Regions from separate parts of the Rattus norvegicus genome. Here region 2 is linked to region 1. The links are chromatin contacts, called in public Hi-C maps. All regions are on one chromosome and are shown on one strand. Each heading gives the region's core, a stretch centred on a gene start, on an enhancer-like site or on the middle of the called end of the contact. The rest is flanking DNA. Distances are from core to core; before and after follow the strand shown.

Region 1 (2,806 bases), core at 21-2,520:
GAAAAGACTTGAGGCAGTTTGAGGAATAGAAAGGAGACCTGGTGGCTGGAGCCGGGAGCATAGTGGTATATACATTGCCACTATAATGTCTGTATATGCAGGACTCCAAAGACCCCTTTAGCTTACTTAGGTTTGTGGTTAAGAAAGCAATAGGGCTGTCAAGATGGCTCATCAGGTAAGGGTACTTACTATCAAGCCTGACTACCTGAGTCTGATCCCCAGAGAACTCTCCCAAGTTCTCTGTCCACGTGTATGTTGTAGAACACATGCATCCACAAATGTACACACATACTAAATAAATGTAGCGTCTCTGAGGAATTCCTTTAAAAAAACAAGCAAAAACCGGCTCTTTCTCAGCAGCCATCAATTTCTAGTAGCTCCTCAATTAGGCGTTGGGATACTTCATGAGCCTTCCCACAATACACGCGTGCTGGGATTTTGGCTGACTTGACCTTGTGCATGCAGTCACAGGTGAGCTCCTGTTGACAGCGCTGTTCTGTCTGGCAAATACTGTTTCAGTGCAGACCTCCACTACCTCCGGATCTTAAAATCTTTTCACTGCTCCTCTTCTGCAATTTCTGCTTCAATGACAGCTGGTCCATTCATTTTATTATTTTATGCACATTGGCGTTTTGCCTCTATACATGTCTGTATGAGGGCTTCGGATACCCTGGAGCTCGAGTTACAGATGGTTGTGAGCTGCCATGTGGGTAGTCATTTCTCCAGCCCCTAGCTGTCCCATGTAGCGCTTTGCACTCTACGATCTCTTTTCTTCTCTCCTAGAAACTTCAATTTTTTTTTAAGATTAATTTTATTTTGGGGGCAGGGAGCGTGCTACAGAGCTCGTGTGTGGAGGTCAGGACAGCTTGCTGGAATCGATTCACCTTATACCATGTGGGTTCCAGCGACCGAGCTCAGGTTGGCGGCGAGCGCCTTTTATCCGCTGAGTCATCTCGCCAGCGCGCTCTTTTTAAACTTACTTCTTGAGACAGGGTCTCTCTGTATGCAACCGGGCTAGGAACTCGCTGCAGGCTGCCTCGACTTCTGAAGAGCTAGGAGGATAAGCCTGCGCCAGAAAGCCCGGTTTCTCTACATCTTTGACAATACAAATTTTCCTCAAGGACTTAAACCCAGGAGAAGCCATGCCACCCAGTGCTGATTCCGGTAACTTCCCGGAGAAAAGACAATTTTTCGCGAGACTTGGTGGGTTGGTCGCAGGTCCGCGGCTTGGCAGCAGCTATCGCGAGATTTGATAGGTGGAGGAGGAGCCATCTCAGGCAGCCGCCTCACAGCGATGGCGGCCGAGCAGGGCCGGCGGCAGTGGCGGCTGCGGCTACAGCTGGAGACGGCAGTGGAGGCGCCAGTGGTGGGTGGCGGGGGCCTGTGACCAGGAGGTGCCCCCGGGCCCAGGCACCATGAGCCAAGGCCCTCCTCCAGTGGAGAGCAGCGAACCTGAAGCAAAGGTCCTCCACACCAAGCGGCTTTACCGGTGAGAGGGCCGGGATGTGTGTGTGCAGCCGCGGCGGGGAAGCGGGGCCGGCGAGGGGCGGGGCCTGCGGCGGGCGGGCCCGACGAGGGCGGGGGTGCAGCAGGGGAGCGGGCGAGCGGGCGAGCGGGCGGGCGGGCGTGCCTGCCTGGAGGAGCTGAGAAGAATTGGGTGGGTGGGAGGTTTGAAGCATGTGCAGAAACCCTTGCCTCGTTGAGCCTCCCGTGCCGTGACGCCAGGCTTTGCGGAACTGGAGAGATCCGGTGGGAATTGGAGGCTAGAAGGGTTGGGTAGGTGAGAATGGGGGTCACAGGTAGAATAAACCCGAAAGGGACTAGTGCTCAGAACCCTGCTGAGCACCAGTGATTGACTGGAAACAGCCACTGACGGAAGTCCACAAAAACAGGATCATGTCCTTGATTTGCCCCTCTCGCCCTGTGACCTTGGGCCTCAGTTTCTTCTTCCTTAAAAGGAAGGATCTGTGGCTGGAGTGATGGTTCAGCCCTGACTGCTCTTCCAGAGGTTCCTGGTTCAATTCCCAGCACCCACATGGCAGCTCATTAACTCTAACTCTATGGGATCTGACACTTGCACAGACATATATGCAGCAAAACACCGGTGCACGAAAATTAAAAATAAATCTTTTTTTTTCTGTTCTTTTTTTTTTTTTTTTCGGAGCTGGGGACTGAACCCAGGGCCTTGCACTTGCTAGGCAAGCGCTCTACCACGGAGCCAAATCCCCAACCCAAAATAAATCTTTTAAAAAAGAAATATAAGTTATTTTTTAAAAGGTTTGATTTGAATACACAGAGATCTGTTAGAGCTTACATTTGGGGACTCAGAGTGTAAATAAAGACTAGAAAAGGCTAGTTCTGTTGGCTAGGAAGGAGGACTTTGGGTCCATCGTTTCCGGCACCCAGTGACTCAGTTCTTCCTTACAATCTTACGTCCACAGTCGCTTATGTAGGTAGACTGTAGATCCCAGAGCTGAGTCACAGTAAGATGAAGAGTGGAGACCAAGCTGAGTTTTCTGCCTTCTAGTAGGAAGTGGAGCTTGGGACTTCCCCTTTACCTCAGGCCCTGCTGAATGGAGGTGCTTGCACTGCTCAGGCTTGTGAAAAAGGAAGAGCTGCGTGATTCCTGTTCCCTGCCTCTTCTGACTTTGTAAGCGAGAAGGCGAGAGGGAGTGCAGGCTCTTTGGGCAATAGGAAGGTGATGCCCTACCTAGCCTTCCACCCAGGGGCCCCAAGCAGTCCCCAGGCTGAGGAGTTCTCTGGAGATGGCTTGTGTAACTAGCAATGCTGCTAAGTGCTGAGCTGC
Region 2 (2,700 bases), core at 93-2,592, 51 kb after region 1:
GTCATTGTGGTGACTTGAATGATGTCTTTGTTAGTGTTTTATTGCTGTGAAGAGACACCATGACCAAAACAAGTCTATAAAAGAAAGTATTTAATTTGAGGCTCATGGTTCCAGTGGGTAGTATAGAGTCTATGAGCATCATTGTGGGAAGTAGATGGGCATGGCACTGGGACAGTAGCTGAGAGCTGATCCAAAGGCAGGAGGGGGGGGGGGGGACTTGGTGTGGGCTTTTGAAATCTCAAAGCCCAGTCCCAGTGACATACCTCCTCCAACAAGGTTACACCCCCTAATCCTTTCCAAACAGTTCCACTAACTGGGGACCAAGCAGTCAAACATACAAGCCCATGGAGGCCACTCTTATTCAAATCACCACCATGAGAATGGCCCCCATAGACTCCTATGTTTGGAAACTTGGTCCTGAGTTTGTGCAGCTGTTTGAAGGTTAGGTCTGGCCTTGTTGGAGGAGGTGTGTCACTGGGATGGGCTCCGAGGTTTTAGAAGCTACACCACCATTGCCAGTGTTTGTCTCCTCGCTTCTGTTTGTGGATTAGAAGTAAGCTCTCAGCTACAGCTGCAGCAACATGCCTGACTGCTTGCTGCCACACTCCCTGCCATGGCCGTGGACTCTAACCTAAAGGAAGTTCTTTCTTTTATCAGTTCTTTGGCCATGATGCTTTGTCACAGCAACAGGAAAGTAACTAAGATGTCATTCAAACCACCACAATGACCTGATTTTATTAGTTTTATTGTTTGTTGATTTCAACAGGGTCTTGTGTAGTTTCGGCTGGCCCTCCTCCTGCCTATATGAGTGTCTCTGTGGGTCTGGTTTACCTCACTCAGGACCTTATCTCTTTTTTGTGGGGACAAATCCTACAGGCCAGATCCCACTCCCCACTGCTGAATTGTTTCTTTTCATGGAGTTGTAACCTAAGTGCCTGCCTTCCAAAGGGAAGAAACCTCTCAGCTCTGAGAAGCCGCTGACTGTTGTAGACCCCTGCAGCAGTGGGGGCTATCTGGGGAGGTTTCTCTTTGAGGCAGGGACTTAACATTTCAGAGGTCCCTAGGTCAATCTGGGTGGTAAAGATACTGCTGTCCCACTTGACAAAAGTGGTCACCAAGGCCATTCAGCCAGTGAACCATGAAGGCAGGACCTGCACCCAGGCAGTGTCCTTATGAGCCAGTGTACTTTCTCAGTGCACAGCTGGCTGGTCTCAAACAAACTGAGGTCAGGGCCAAAGTCTGCTCTGTCCTGAGGAGAAGGAAGCACAGACAGAAGGGCCATGAGGCTGAGGCAGCTAGGAGTGGAGCAGGGCTGTAGCCCGGCAGCCCAGGCCAGGCCTCCATCCTGGCTGCCCACTTTGCTTAGAGTCCATACTGCTTCTTCCCAATATTGCTGTTGGGATCGAGGTTCCAGCATTTCTTTCCACAAGGATATTACATTGTTTATAAGAAAGTATAATTTTATGTCTGGCCAACACACCGCCATGGGCCCTTTCTAAAACATCACTTTCCTTCCCTGAGTGTAGTTTTCAAGAAATCCACAAGGCATCCGGGCCATTCCCACACTGGCACCGCTGACTTAAATACCCAAGACAGGACTCTGTAGAAAGTGTCCCTTCTTGTGAAATGTGCTTGTTTCTGGGGCCCTTCATGTTTACAGGATTCTCAATAGAATCAGGAACCCCCGAAGAGTTCTCAGGTGACACCTATGGGCAGAGTCTACTTCACCCCTGCTATGGGTCCTAGCCACTGCTGGAGCTGAGGAGAGCTATGCCCGGCTTGACCTGGATGCCTGAGTGGGCTGTGAAGACGAACAGGATCCCAGATGTTTAAGCCACAATTACCCATTTCAATCCCAGCCCACATGGGCAGGCATCATGTGTCCCTCCACAGTCCTCTTCAGAAGCCACAGACTGAGTGGCTGGCACAACTAGGAAGAAAACAAGATGCCTAGAACTGTGCTGTGGGCTGTGGGCTGGACAGGTTCCCAGCATCTGCCCTTTGAATTGTCCTTTTGATATCTGAGCACAGTCACCCAAGGGCACTAAGGCGGCAACGTCTCCCTCAGATAGAGGGGCTGTGACGCTGCTCAGTGTACCTTCAAGCGAGCGCCTGTGTTAGCTGCTGCCGCTCTCCCTGCTGGTGATTGCAGGAGGGTGGAATTCGCAGCAAACACCCAGTGAGTACATACAGCTTGAAGAAAAATGGTCTGAGAGGGGGAAGGGTGGGGGACAGAGAAGGAAACGAAGATGTCACTTAGCAGCAGAGTGTGCTTAACATGCTGGAGGCCTGGCTTCAATGCCCTGCATGAAAAAGTAAAAAAAGAAAAAAGAAGAGAAAAAGACATAAATCTACGGGAAATGGGGGTGGGGGTTAGGGGAGGGAGGCAAAAGAGTTCTGGGTTCTCTCTCTCTCTCTCTCTCTCTCTCTCTCTCTCTCTCTCTCTCTGTGTGTGTGTGTGTGTCTGTGTGTCTGTGTGTGTGCGTGTGTGCATGTGTGTGATGTGTTCTCATGATGTTGGGTGTCTTCTATCTCCTTTTTTTGAAATTTTATTATTTTCGTTTTAGTATAGGTGTTCTGCCTACATGTATGTCTGTGTACCATGTCCGTGTCTACTGGACGTAGAGGTCAGAAGAGGACCTCAGATTCTTTGGAACTGGAGTTTCAGATGGCTGGGAACTGCCATATGGGTGCTGGGAA

What was found. A called contact is a pair of places that touch in the nucleus more often than the background predicts.
Region 2: a Hi-C map of kidney shows a contact between it and region 1, with 2.2 times the contacts expected there. The contact joins the enhancer-like site here to the promoter of Smg5 in region 1. A contact is called at or near these places in 5 of 12 Hi-C or Micro-C datasets (Schwann cells, kidney, liver and 1 more) and 1 of 1 datasets of contacts at active chromatin or transcription factors (oligodendrocytes).

The regions. Positions count from the first base shown.
Region 1 is chr2:176,101,542-176,104,347 of GRCr8, forward strand. It overlaps Smg5 (SMG5 nonsense mediated mRNA decay factor), which reads left to right and starts at 1,271. Exons shown (of 22, transcript NM_001427645.1): 1 at 1,271-1,489. The coding sequence starts at 1,416.
Region 2 is chr2:176,152,254-176,154,953 of GRCr8, forward strand. The region is part of intron 1 of Pmf1 (polyamine-modulated factor 1); the gene reads right to left. Among named protein-coding and RNA genes, the nearest start is that of Pmf1, 12 kb to the right of the region's middle. Within about 2 kb of position 1,343, at least 21 of the 93 cell types and tissues checked have an H3K27ac peak or open chromatin away from gene starts, as enhancers often do. A contact at or near this core is called in Schwann cells and kidney, where this site is marked.